2 separate regions of the Gossypium arboreum genome follow, and region 2 is linked to region 1. Evidence: chromatin contacts called from public Hi-C data. All regions are on one chromosome and are shown on one strand. The core of a region is the stretch at or near the end of the contact, and the rest is flanking DNA. Distances in the headings are between cores, read along the strand shown. Region 1 holds the start of LOC108477138 (U1 small nuclear ribonucleoprotein A). Region 2 holds the start of LOC108478375 (O-methyltransferase 1, chloroplastic-like).

The links. A called contact is a pair of places that touch in the nucleus more often than the background predicts.
Region 2: a contact with region 1 is called in a Hi-C map of leaf, with 3 times the contacts expected there. The contact joins the promoter of LOC108478375 here to the promoter of LOC108477138 in region 1. A contact is called at or near these places in 4 of 5 Hi-C or Micro-C datasets (all in leaf).

Annotation. Positions count from the first base shown.
Region 1 is chr12:95,429,581-95,436,233 of ASM2569848v2, reverse strand. It overlaps LOC108477138 (U1 small nuclear ribonucleoprotein A), which reads right to left and starts at 4,456. Exons shown (of 5, transcript XM_017779595.2): 1 at 4,157-4,456; 2 at 3,886-4,058; 3 at 3,442-3,535; 4 at 2,776-2,867; 5 at 1,737-2,286. The coding sequence starts at 4,241. The coding sequence ends at 1,999. It overlaps LOC108478250 (mediator of RNA polymerase II transcription subunit 28), which reads left to right and starts at 255. Exons shown (of 3, transcript XM_017780690.2): 1 at 255-676; 2 at 878-990; 3 at 1,085-1,403. The coding sequence starts at 508. The coding sequence ends at 1,219.
Region 2 is chr12:95,592,811-95,600,440 of ASM2569848v2, reverse strand. It overlaps LOC108478375 (O-methyltransferase 1, chloroplastic-like), which reads left to right and starts at 2,500. Exons shown (of 7, transcript XM_017780832.2): 1 at 2,500-2,846; 2 at 2,945-3,096; 3 at 3,201-3,321; 4 at 3,480-3,604; 5 at 3,686-3,814; 6 at 3,909-4,073; 7 at 4,196-4,402. The coding sequence starts at 2,639. The coding sequence ends at 4,267. LOC108479506 (U3 small nucleolar RNA-associated protein 14) reads right to left here. Exons shown (of 12, transcript XM_017782157.2): 6 at 7,299-7,613; 7 at 6,858-7,205; 8 at 6,689-6,766; 9 at 6,524-6,607; 10 at 6,064-6,432; 11 at 5,852-5,983; 12 at 5,226-5,676. The coding sequence ends at 5,524. LOC108477128 (60S ribosomal protein L22-2-like) reads left to right here. Exons shown (of 3, transcript XM_017779584.2): 1 at 1-101; 2 at 185-429; 3 at 1,076-1,235. The coding sequence starts at 200. The coding sequence ends at 1,220. It overlaps LOC128286214 (small nucleolar RNA SNORD14), which reads left to right and starts at 856; the gene lies at 856-979. It also overlaps LOC128286103.

The DNA of each region.
Region 1 (6,653 bases), core at 3,207-5,706:
TCTAGAAATTTTATCAATATTTCTATGGACTTACCAACATTTATATGAATTAATCAAAATATCTAACATTTTACCAAAATTCTTAAAACTAAACCCTTAACCATTTTGTTTAACCCACAACCAAAATATCTAGAGACTTTTTTATTTAGGAGCCCATAGTAGAACTACTCACTACATTCTGCAGCTTTCCTGCTAATAATGGCGCGGGCAGCCCTTTTTCTTCTGTAATCAATTTTCACTTAAAAAATATTTGAAAAAAACTGCTGGTCGTACGTGGTCGTTTAAGGTTGAGCATAAATCATGTGGATCAACCTTTACGGAAACGGGGCCGAAAAAGAAAGCCCATTGAGAAATGCAGATTCCAGTCGGGAGAAAAACTGAAAGAAATTGAAGTTTTGTAACCCTTTATTTGGTCGTACAGAAGAAAGGGGGGGATGGAGGGGGAACGTTAAACCCTAGAAATTGTTAAGAGTGAAATTAAACGTGTGTTTGTTTGGGTGAAGAATAATGAGTGAAAGGCAAGAGCTTCAACCCGATCCACAGATTCAATCGCCCCAGGGTTCATCAAGAGATGACATGATTTCCTGGGTGGTGGCGTTAGAGACGGCTTTGCTCCCCTGCTTGCCAGCCAGAGAGCTTCAAGCAATCGACCGTTCTCCGCACCCTTCTCATCAGAGTCAGTTGCCTTCTCTTTTCATTCCCCCATTTACTTTCGATATTTGTTCCTAGTCAAACAGATACTGCATCAATTAATGAAATATATAAATAGATGCCCTAAATTGAAGTTTTCAGTGTTATAGAGTATCCCATTTCCGATGCTTGGTTCCTCCTTTTTCTTTTTTCTTTTAAAGGGTGTTTACATTTGTAATTGCTGTAGTTGATGTGGAGAGACATGCTAGAGATTTCATGGAAGCTGCCAAGAAGCTTCAGTTATATTTCCTTGGCTTGCAACGCGAGGATCAGCCAACCAAGGCTGAAATGCTCAGAAAAGTAAACCCATTAAACTTCTACTACTATAGATGATTGATGTACGTGATTTATTGATGAATCCTCCGCAAAGAACCCTAATTTGACGTTGTAACAGGAGATTGCAACAATGGAAGAAGAGTTGAAAACGAAGACGGAGATGATGAAGAATCAGGAGAGACTGATCCAGGGATGGAGGAAGGATTTGAGTGACCAACTGGACCAACACACTACTGAACTGGAGAGAGTATAGTTATTGGCGATACTTGTGTGCTAATAATCTCTGGGGTTATATTTTGTTTGAGATTGATCTTAGTGTCTAGCTTTACCACCAATCATCATGTTGCTTTGTACTGGCAGTGAAGCATTATATCTGCTGCTTGTGTAACTGCAGAAAGCACAATTAATACAATCCTTCCATATACTAATTTTGCCCATGTGAGTTATACTTGATATAATCATATTTGGATCTAGGAATAGGATTGCAGTTTGCCTTACTCAAAAATAAGCAATTTGATTCCTGTTTGATTCCTGTTTGTTAGATTTGAGTAATTTTAAATGTAACGATCAATTTGTTTTTTAATTTAATATATAAAAATTAATTTTTTTATTTTTTAAGTACAGAGGGCAAAATACAATTTGAAAAGCATATGATAGAGCGTGGAACTCTTTGTTTCAGTGCTGCAACTAAAGAAATGAAGTTGATTTTATCTGCTTTGGCAGGAAAAGGAGCACCAAACAGCACAAATCTGTATGTATACAAAGATAAATAATCCAAAGTCAAATCAAAAGCTTAAAATATGAACTCAAAACGAGGTAAGCATAAAAAAGACAAGTAGAAAAGGGAAATTGTTGCAGAACATTAACTGATCAACAATCTACAATTACAATTCTCAAGTTCTAGTTAAAGATACTATATCACAAAAACAGCTATTAGATTTGAATGGCAATTGGCATCTAATTGGCCACCCATACACTCGGCCCTTCTCAAGTTGGAAGCAACATAAAAGGACCCTTTGGGTCTTTTTTTATCTACTTCTTTGCGTAAGTAATCAACATCTGGTTTTGCTGTATCTTGAAACCTTGCAGTGCCTGCATAGCGACGGTTGATTGCATCTCATTTTCATACTCGACAAAGGCTATACCTGGTTTTGTTTCCACTGTTCTGACATCCTTTAAACCGGGGTATTGATTGAAAAGCATTTGCAGCATCATTGTGGTTGCATCATGAGGAAGATTCTGAACAAACAGGATGTTATTTGGTGGTGCAGGAGCTTCTGGAACAATTGGTCTAGCACCCAGGTAGGGTAATTGTGATAGCTGTAGCATTTCAGAGAAAAGATAGGAGCAAATAATGAGAAACATATGCAGGCCTAACCTTAAGCAAAAGGACCAGTTTCATTCAATTACAATTCAAAAGTATCCAAGCTTTGACCATCATGCTGTGGACCACCACGAATCTCGTAGGGTCTAATGTTAAAGAATGGTCAAGTTCAATTAGCATCAGACTTTCATGAGAGCAAATAAATATGCAATAAGTCATCAACACAGCAAAGCACAGACAAATTCCATGTTGTATCAACAAAAGATGCTCTCGTCAACTCTTTTGACTAGCATAAGGTTTGCAGCAACTAGATTTAAGCAGCTCAAAAGTTAAAAATGTGGCCACAGGCTGAAATATATAACCTTCTAAATAATCCATATTAATATCATAATTGCAAGATTAAGCAAAGTTCATTTCAACCAGAGTCCATAGAGAGGAAAAAGAGAGTTAATCCATGATAAGATACTATATTTTGTATCACTTACAGGAGGTGTTGCACCATAAGCACCCGCATAAGCTGGATTCAAACCTGCTGACGCTTGATTAGGATCAAGTTGCTCTTTCCGTTTTTTCCCTCCTACATTGAGAGACAACATATACAAATCTCAAGGGACGAACAGGAAAGAGCAAAACAGATAAGACAGTATGCTACGTATGTCAAACTAAGCAACATGACAGTGACTAAGAGAGAAATAACTCATGTTTAGTACAAAACATCTAACATAAGCATCCCAACTTTTATTCTCCATCAACACCTTGATGTACACTACCTCGAAAATGAGTTTATAGGAGACAATGAGAACCCAACAAATTACATTAGTGGTGGGGTGAAAGAAAAGAAAAGTGAGAAGCGGTAGACAGTGAGGTTTACTTCGACATTAAGGCGTCTAAATGTGCAATCTAAAACGATTCAACAGTAAACATATTTGCTAGGAATATCTCAATAGACTGTTGTGCAAAGCTCCAAGCAGGATCCTAAAAGACTCAAAACTTCAAGATCCAAGTAAAATAATAGATGAAATAACCAATTACCAACAACAGTGGCAATACTGATTGAAAGTACAAATATAAACAAACCACATACAACAACAATAATGTTTGCTAAACTGTTAGCTTTTACAACAGAAGATAAGGGATAAAGAGGAATGTACCCTTTTCTTCATGCCTCTTCCGCTTCTCTCGGGGTACAAAAGTGCCATCTGCTTTTGCTATTATATCTGATTTAGTCTTTGCATATTGTATTCTCTGCAAATATTTAAACATTGTTTTCATTAGTTATTAGTAGCATATAACACCTTATGGCAGTACAGAACATGGTTTATAATCAAAATATCAAAGATAATCCAAATATATCTTCATAATACACTTCAAATGCAAATTGAGAAATTAAAAGCTAACTTCAGACAATTGTTGCATTCTCCATTAATGACAGTACCCAATGAAATTAAAATCTAACCATTCATGTAAAAAATAAGAGGCTACTAAACTAATATCAGTTGAAAAACAAGAGAAACAAAGATATAAACATAAACCCAGTTTTAAAAAAGTCCTGAAATTATAGAAATTTATTGAATAATACGCAAAAATACATATACCATTTCCTTGTCGTAGAAGGGAAAGCCTTGCATTCGCCTAAGAGCATTGGTAGCGGAGCTAACATCCTCGAAAATAACCCAAGCTTGACCTTTGTGTTTCAAAGTCTTGAATGCTAACACATCTAGTATCTTCCCGAATTGTGAAAACACAGCATGCAATGACTTCTTCAACTCTGGAAAAATCATTCGAGAAAAAAATTAGGGAAAAAAGATAAGCAATGCAAGCCTTTTCTTGGGGGGGGGGGGGAATATAGAGAGTTGAAATAAGTACGGTCGATTTTGATCTTCTCGTTGAGATTGTTGATGTATAGTGTCATATTTGGAGGAATTTCGTCTGCCTGACTAATCTCAGCCATTGTTTTCCCCTGGCTCTGGCTCTAAAGCTAAAGCAAAAGGAAGTGAATCAGTGATGGAGATGAGTGAAATGGGGTTTAGGATTCAAGGTTTTATGGGTAAATGCCCTAATTGGATTTGCAGATCAGTCGATGGGGAAAGCCGAAAAGGTCGAGACTTCGGCGCAGATATTGATTCGGGATGGGTCACGTTTGGGCCGAGGTTGTCCATGAGTTCTTTTTCAGGCCCCTTCCGTCAAATCCAAATCTGAATCTTTAAATTTCCGGTACAATTGGATATCATATTGATTAAATAAAAAAAATGTTAATTGGCTAAATAGGACCTTTTTTAAGATTTAGAGAAATAGACTACTTTTGTAAAGAGAGTGTGAAAGTACACATAGCTGGACACCTTTTCAGACACTCTCTCGTTGACCACCGAATATTTTTAAAGTTTTGTTAGGGATTGTTTTTAAGGTTAGTGTTTTTGGGTTTAAGTATTTAAGGGTTTTATTATTTAGGATTTTGAATGTGACATCGTGAAAGTTTATAGATAGATTTGATGGGCCAATGATGCGATAACATGTCTCAAAACACATACATTTCATATGTCGTGTCGGGATAAGATCATTACCTTAGAAACCCATCTTGTAAAAGTCGGGTTCTGGGGTGACAGTACTTTATACGGTCACGGGTCGAAGTCTAAGTAGAGGTCCCATTTGACGATTGTTATGTGGTCACAGGTTGGAGTATAACTGGAGGCTAGTTGACGGTCGTTATACAGTCACGAGTTCAAACTTTTTAGATACCTGAAGATGATGCCTTATATATACTATACGTAAGATTGAGACCATAATCATAGGGAAAAACGATGTAATTAACAAAAAAAATTTCCACATTCAGGCAGCCAGTATCTTTAACCTTTATTCTTATTCGATGGTTGACACTAGTGTGGATGCTAGAGGACCTTCAGGAGGAGAGTGAATATTTCGGCGTAATAGAGGTCAAACTCAGATCGACGCGACGACGACTGTAGTTATTAATAAGTTGTTTAAAAACAACAATAATTGTCATTCCGAAAGGAGCATTACCTTTACTCTATCATCACAGTCGTTGCCCTCCTAAGAGTTCTCTTGCATACAAGACGGTGTTGGCCTACGGATAAAAGGAAGGTTAAAGATACCGATTGCATGAAAATGGAGAAAAAAATTATGCAGATTATAGGGAGAAGCCCCTCAGGTTTTTCCCATGATTATGCCCTCAAACTTATTTATGGTATTTATAACGCAACATCTCCGGGTATCCAAAAAGTTTGAACTTGTGTTCGCATAACGTCCATTAACTGGCTCCCCAGTTATACTTCAATTCATGACTGCATAACGACCACCGATCAGGACCTCTACATAGACTTTGACTCATGATCGTATAAAGCACTGTCACCTCAGAACCCGACTTCCATAGGATAGGTTTCTAAGGTAATAGTCTTATCTCAACACGACATATGAAATGTGTGTGTCTTGGAGTGATATTGCGTTGCTAACAACTAAAGAATACCTCAAACATGGACAAAATTTTTGACAAAATCGAGAGAGAGAAATATTGTAAAGTGAAGGGATAATGGGTTTAAGGATGATGGAGTATAGAGGGAGAGCCCCCCTTTTATAGACGTGGGGGAGGGTTGAGATTGAAAAGAAAAAAAATAATCAGTGTTTAAAAACTCGTATTAGAAGAGGCGTTTTCATCAAATATCAAACAGAAGTGCCTCAAATATTACCTGGGATTCCCTGGCTCAAGGCATCTTGGCAGGCTTTAGAAAGGTGGTGGATAGAAAATACATTCAGTTGAGCAAGCTTTCCTACTGACATGTTAGGGAAAACTAGGTGCGCTTTCCAATAAATACAAATAAAGCGTGTCCAGCTAGGTACATTTTCTCCAACATGTCAGTAGGAAAGCTCACTTAGTTGAACGCACTTTCTATCTACCACATTTCCAAAGCCTAACAAGATGCCCTGACATCAGGAGTCCCTAGTAAGTTTTCAAGCATAGAAGACCCTTTAATTATTATTATTCGATGAAAATGCGTCTGCTAAAATGTATTTTCAAGCACATCTGAAGCTTTCATTATTATTATTTAATGAAAATGCGTATTCTGAAATGCGTTTTCAAGTACGCCTCCCTCCCTCCTCGTTCCTTTTTGCTATTAAACTACCAAAGTATTCAATAATGAGACATAAGCAAATTCGTTCTTTTTTTAAGAGTTGCATTGCGAGTGTCATCTCCATTTCTTTAGATAATCATCTGAATAGTTTTTTGTTCTAAATATTTAATTTGTTTTAAATTGAAATGAGTTGACGAATGAAATTCATAATTTATTATGACGGCTAAATTTATAATACGGACGTTATGGTCGTATTTGTAGGAGCCCAGCCGTAGACT
Region 2 (7,630 bases), core at 1,251-3,750, 170 kb before region 1:
AAAACCCTAGACTCGTGAATCAATATATAGACTCCGCCATAAGTATTCGTAACTTCGCCGCCGTTGATTATTATCTTCAAAAATACGCTGCGGCAACTAAGGTACTTTCTCCCTCTAAACCTAGCTTCCTCCTTTATTTTTTCTGTTCCTTTTTTTTTTATGGTTTGACTCGGTGGAAACGCAGTGAGTTGGTGCGAAGATGAGTCGTGGTACAGCAGCGGGACCCAAGGGGAAGAAGAAAGGAGCGACCTTTACCATCGACTGTGCTAAGCCGGTTGAAGATAAGATCATGGACATTGCCTCACTCGAAAAGTTCCTCCAGGAACGGATCAAGGTAGGCGGCAAAGCCGGTGCTCTTGGCGACTCCGTCACCGTCACCCGCGACAAGACCAAAATCACCGTCACGTCCGATTCCAACTTCTCCAAGCGGTACTTTCCTCATTTCTCTTCTCATCTTTTAGTTGTGATTTGGGGTTTAGGGTTTGCATCTATGAATTTTAGATCTTGATAATGGCTTTGAGTTTTAGGCAAAAATGCAGTTAAGGCCTATGATGATAACTTTTAAGGCTTGTTTCTCTAAACATTCGCAGTGGCCGCCTAAGAGCTTTCGCCTTCGCCGGGCTTGAGAGCTATTGCTGCTTTAATCCTTCCTTGGATGTCTGAGGCCTTGATAATATTGCCTTTTAATTTCCCTTTTGTTGCAGTTTCTCTTTCAGAGTTTATATAAATTGAATTGAATCTTATAAGGGAATGGGTTTTTGTTTGCTATATAAATTTAATTGATTTTGTGTTGAGAATTTGATAATTTTAGATGCTTAGTGTTATGGATAGGATCAATGGAACTTTTAGTGTTGAGGTCAATGATGACAGTTCTTAAGGCATGTTTCTCAAAATATTCGCAGTGGCCGCCTGAGAGCTTTCGCCTTCGCCAGGCTTGAGAGCTTCTGCTGCTTTGATCCTTCCTTGGATGTCTGAGACCTCATTTTGGTTGTTGTTTGTTAGAAAGAACTAGCTTCCGATTTTGAACATTCAATTAAGTCTTAGTTTGACTAATTGTTAGACTTTTTATTTCCAGTTATCTTAAGTACTTGACGAAGAAGTACTTGAAGAAGCACAATGTCCGGGATTGGCTTCGAGTGATTGCTTCCAACAAGGACAGATCTGTTTATGAACTCCGCTACTTCAATATTGCCGAGAATGAAGGGGAGGAGGAAGAATGAAGAATCAGTTCCACATTTTTTTTTTTCTAGTTTACTGCTTTATTATTTCTTAGGAACCTCTTTTTATCTATTTAAGGTGTCATGTTCTGCTTTTTTCCTTCAGACCTTACTCTAATTTGCAATGAAATTTTGATTGCTGATAGTAAAATTTGCTATAAAAAAGATGCATTTTTCTTTTGAGTTAATTAGTAGGCTCCTAATTGATCTTCAACCTTACAATTTCAAATTATCAGTAGCCTCCTTTTTTGCTTACATTGCCATGGCTAGCAACTGGTGTTGGTATCTTCTTTTTGGGATCGACAAGTAGTTACTTTGTTGAATTGGCAACGATGAATGCATTGCCTAGGTCTACAATGTTAGCTTGGATCAAAACCCCATTGAGTCGTAATAGTTTTTTTTTTTCGAGTTTCATTAATACAAGTATAAAACATGTACAAACTTTAAGTACAAATCTATGTAATCAAGCAATGCAATGCACAAGAAACGAAGGAAATTGAATTCCACATTGCAATTGTTCGTCTGGAACACGTTTATCGGGAGATCAAATGGTGTAGCGGATGCGTTTTCTAATGGTGTAAAAATAATGGAGCTTGGATATCACTTCTTCAAACTAAGTCAAATTTACATGCTGATAGTGTGGGAATCACTTACACAAGTATAATTTCCTCTATTATGCATTAAAAAAAAAAAAGAAGATTTAGGGTGAGTTTGGATGGGTGATGGGGTGGGGTGGGGTGTGGTGTGGTATTTAGTTTACTTTTTTTTCTCACGTTACAGTATTGTTACAGTATCTAATTTTACTGTCACCATTATTTTTACACTAACCGTAAGTAAACATGCCGTCCATCCAAACTTACCCTTAAACCTAAGTTTTCAAGATCCAGGAGTTATTTAGATGCAAAACATTTTGAGTTATTTGTTAGATAATTTTTTATTTGTGACTCGTTTTATTTGATTTTTTAGAATTGAAAATTTTCAGATTTTATTATTCGTGTTTGATATTTGAGTTCAAATCATTTTAAGTTATTTTTTATATTATTTTAAATTATTTTAATGTAATTTGATAATTAAATTAGATTGAACTGGATTTAAATTTAATTTTGGATGAAGTCTGAGAAGCTTATACTTTTGGGTTTAGTTAAAAGATGTTATAAGTTGTAATATTCTTCAATGATTTATTTTCATTTTTTCCAATAAGAAAAATAATTTTGTGATTAAAATTTATTAAAAAATTATTAATTGATAAGTAAATAATAATAATAATAATAATAGCGAAGTATAAGGAAAGAGAGATTTTATAGATGGACGGTTATGCTGACCGTTGAGTGATATATGATGCAAAAGCTTACCAAAATCCCTGCCATTCAACCTCTCTATGTGAGTAAATTACAATACCAACTCCACCGGCAAACCCAATTATGCAATGTGCACTGAAATTCGCATGTTCGGCCGCGCCACCGTCGTCCGCTTCAATTGCGCCACTGCTCTTCCCCAATACCCACAACAAGAAGAAGAAGCTTAGAAATGGATGTTCAATCAGAGCTGAACTCAGCGATGACAATGACCCATTACTCCAAGCAGCAATCAATTCAGCTTCTCTTCGTTTTCACGAGACCCATCGACAAGGCAAGCAAAAAAAAAAATTCCCCCCAATTCTCTATTTTACACTATCTTTTCAAATTTCAGCTAACCTTTAATAGTCAAATTATAAATTGAACATGCAGACCCTCTTTTTATTGATCCTTATGCTGGGTGCTTCGTTTCAACGCATACTCAAATGGATATGGAAACCAAGGCGAAACAATATTGCATTGCAACCAAGTTCATTGATGATAAGCTGCTTAGTACTGTAAACCACATGGATGGGCTTAAACAGGTACTTCTTTTTAACTAACCCCATGGTTCAAATAACCTTTTCTTTTTCTTTTTCTTTTTTTGTGGTAAAATATTTGACTCTTTTTTTCAATATAAAATTTGCAGGTTGTGCTTTTATCAGATGGAATGGATACTCGGCCATATAGGCTTAATTGGCCAAGCTCTACCATTATGTTTGATATATCCCCTCTAAGGGTATTCCAGAAGGCGGCTGAGAAGCTTGATGGTGCGTAACTGTTGAAATTTTAGGAAAATTAGCAATTCATTTTTCTGTATATGTCTTGAATTATTACAATCTAGTATTTTTATTGCATATGGTTTGGTTTTAGATTAGACAATGTAGTTGAATATGTTCTGAGAGAGAATGTTGTTGAACGATATTAGGTGTCGGGGCTAAGATCCCACAGCGATGTTTGTTTCTTCATGTTCCATTGGAAACCCCTAACATTCAAGAAACTTTGGTTACAAAAGGCTTTAATGGTACTCGTCCGAGTGTATGGGCTATACAGGTGAAAAATGGTTATCCCGATGCTTGTTAGCTGAAACTTTCGGCCCGAATTTATGATTCTTTCGATGTTGTTTTTGGATAGGGACTACCTTTGATGACTTTGGTAAGTTTCGAAGAGATCTTACTCACGGTAAGTGGAATGGCCATGAAGGGTTGCCTTTTCTTCGGTGAGTTGCCTGCATGGTTGGCAGAGACTGGAATCGGTAACAAGGTCTGTTATGTTATTTTTTTCATAGCTGTACTTGTTCTATAATGTACATTGCTTGTTCTTTATATGCCCTGTTGTTTGGTTTCCCATGTTGCAGTCTAGTACAAAGAAATGGATTAACAATATTTTTATGAGCTACGGTTTCAAGGTGGACATGATTAGCTACGACGAAGTAGCTAAAAGATTAAGTAAGGTGGTAAAACCGGGAGACTATGAGAAGATACTATTTGTTGCGGAACAATTGCGGTGTTCGGATGATCAGGTACAATTGACTTGTTTCTGGTTTAAACTGTGAAACCATCAGAGTGCATTAGTTTACATATACATGTTATAAATGTTCATCTTATTGTTAATTATGTTGAGTTTTTTGTTTTTCTTGCAAAGATGGAAACTTGGAGGAAAGAGTTGCAAAGGGTGGACGAAGATGGAGACGAGGAAGGGTTTGAGGACCTTTAAATGGACAAAGAGTTGCTTTCTTTTTTTGGGTGTGGCCTGTAATGGAATTATCCTTTCTGTTTCTGTAATTTCTTGCCAATTTTCCTGGTTACACGTACCTAAAAGGCTTGAGAAAGAGTTTCCTTTGTTTTTAAATCGTTTTTTTGGTAAATGGAATACATAAAAAGGCTTTCCACCCAGAGTATACTTATTACTTAAATAGCAGTATATAAATAAATAAATGGTCAAATTTTGTTATTAGTCCCTATATTTCTCTTAAGTTGCAAACTTAGCTTATGTACGCTAACTAATCATTTATTTTTAGATCTTGTATTTCTTTGGTTTTCGTTGAATTCTACTACTTTTCACATATATCATTACCTGCTTATCCTTTTCATATGATACCCATTATTTTAATAGATACATCCAAATTTCAAAACCAACTTTGATATGATGTCTTATTGGTATATATCCCAAAACTATAATTCAGTGTAATTTTGTATATAAAATTTTATTTTATGTAATTTTATATACAAAATTTTAATTTTATCAAATTCTTGTAAATTATTAACACAATTATTTATATAATATCATTTTATGTTTATATATTACATATATAAATTATTATATATATCCAATTTAAAAATTAATTGATATATTTATATCTTTAAATGTACATAATTAAATCCAAATTAAAATTTTATGTGTATAACCATAATTAAAATTTTATGTGTATAATTACACAAAATTAAAATTCATGCATACTATTATATATTAAATTAAAATTCATGCATAATTTTGATATTTATCCAATGTGTTATTTAATATATAAATTATAATATCGTATACAATTATACAAAATTTTTATAGTAATACAAATGTATACATAATTTTTAATGATTTAATTGTATGCACTTGAAAGAATTTTATATATAATATATTTTATAATAGAGTTAGTAATTTATAAATTAAAATAATATTTTATGTATAAAATTACACAATTAAAATTCATTAGAATCAAAATTGATATTTCAAAATTTTAGAATACAAAAACTAAGATCAAATTGAATAAACTAATAGCAAAATATAACTTATATAAATATAAACTCGCATCGTAAAATTGCCTCCAAAAGTGTAGGAACGTACGGCGGCTGTTTAAACTGCCTTTCTCAATTACCTTTGCCTGGAAAAGCAGTTTGTTTTGCTTCCTTACACCACTTAACAAGGTGGTACAGCCAAAATTTTCTACACCTAATTTCAGCCAAAATTTATGAGATTTAGTTGCTCTGTTTCTTGTTCTTGCCACTGGCACCTTTGCTTTTATTTTTCTTCTGTTTCTGCCCACTCCGTTTGTTATCCTCGGATTTTTCGTGATGATGCATCTCCACAAACTTTATTGGTTTTATAATTACCCCAGGTTTCTTCACCACCTGTATGGAAAACAAGCAAAGGTGAGTATATGAAAAAGTGGGAGACATGCAAGCAACGAATATACAGACGAGGAACATCGGAAATAGTTTCCCAGATTTTACGAATCTATACTTTTGTCTATCACCGAAGAAATGTGTCAAGTTCTGAGGTTGATTTTGAAAAGATACAACTTACTTCTGGTCGATTAAGACTTCTGATTGCTGTCTCCGGGTTAGATTCTGATCCAATAGGCATTCGCATACTTTGTTCAAAAAGTTCCTTGGATGTGAACGGGTAGGGCAAAGATTTTGTCTGCAATTTCTCAGCCTGTCGAATACAGTTAAGAGTGAAATTTAGACACACCTCAACTTGAGAAAAAAATTGAAGAATAAACCTAAACCACTTACTTTTTTATCCACCTTTTCGGATATAATGACATGCTTGAGCTGTGCATCCTTCCTTTTCTTAAGACTTTCTTCCCTCTTCCGCTTAGAGTCTTCGTGTTCCTTAAGCATCCACCAAGGCAAACCTTTTTTTTGCTGTACACGAGTCCATTGGCCCCAACCAGGGAGCAAAACAGGTTTATCCGGTTCAGGGTTTTCCTCATTCAGGATTTCCTGCTTATCCTTTTCAAATTCTTCTTCCACATAGTCCCCAGCAAAAGCATGTCGAATGAGTTCTGACTGAGAAGGGAGTTCATATGATTCCTTGGGGGCCGAGGACAAAATCCCATCCACCATTTGTTTGCTCTCCGAATCACTATCCTCTTCTCCCTCCTTCAGAGTTTGCAAAGAAAAAACAGAACAATAAGGAGTTGTCAAACCACACAAACGTGCAGCAAAATTAAAAGTATCAGAGAGATCAAACCTCCATGTCTTTATCATGCACAATAGCTTCCTTCACTTGTTGCAACTTTTTCGCATTTTTATCAATTCCATTCTCACTTTTCATCTGTGATTGTATACAGACCAGTTAGCATAAAACCAGCTTAAACTGGATTTAAGAATATTTGAAGTGATAGGAAAGGATAACCTTTCTCCGCGAGTCGGAAGCAAAAATAGCAACTTCATATGTCGTTTTTGAACCAGGGTCTCCATTGTCCTCAAAATTCTGTGATTCGAAACAGTACAATATCTATCAACCTTGCAGACTAAAGGAATTGAAAAAGAGAAGGCTACAAGAAAATCATAAGCGTTATTACCTTGAATATGGAAACATCAGCTGCTTCTTTACGATCATAATTAGGGCCAACATCCTTCTCAACATCATTTCTTTTGCCGCCCTCAATGTTAACATTCTCTTTGGCTTTCAAATCGTCTTCACTATCACTATTACCATAATAATTATCCATTTTCATCTTATTATCAGTTTTGGTCTTCTTGTTAGAATCTGGAACTTCATTATTAGCCCTGCCAAAGACCCTTCTACCACTTGCAGTGGCTGGTTTTGAATTTTCTGCATCATTTGTACCCTCCAATTGCTCATACTCTTGAAGAGCAAGCTTAGCTTCTTCAATTGCTTCTTCCTTTCTTTTCTTCATTCCACGAACCTAACACATAACGGAGGCAGAAAATATCAGGATAAAATAAAAACAACTCATAGGTATCTTTGACAGTCCAAACGAAAATACGGCAATAAATACCATGAAAGGTAAGGAAAGAACTCCAGAATTAGGCACTTCTTCATCGTCTTCTAATACTTTCAGCGTTTTCTCTTTTGCTTTTTCTAGCAACTCAGATGCCCTATCCTCGTTTGAAACCTCATCATCATCATCACTACTACTATCACTGCTACTACTACTGTCTTTAACAGTGTTAATTTTTCTTGTCAAAAGAGCATGTTGGTGAAGCTGTTCAGCCATAGCTGCTCGAGTACCTTCATCCTGGGCATTCAAACCTCGTTCTAAGATACGCCTTGCCCACTTTGACTTATTTTTGTGCTTCAAAGTCATTCGCTCCTGCATCATCAAGAAAT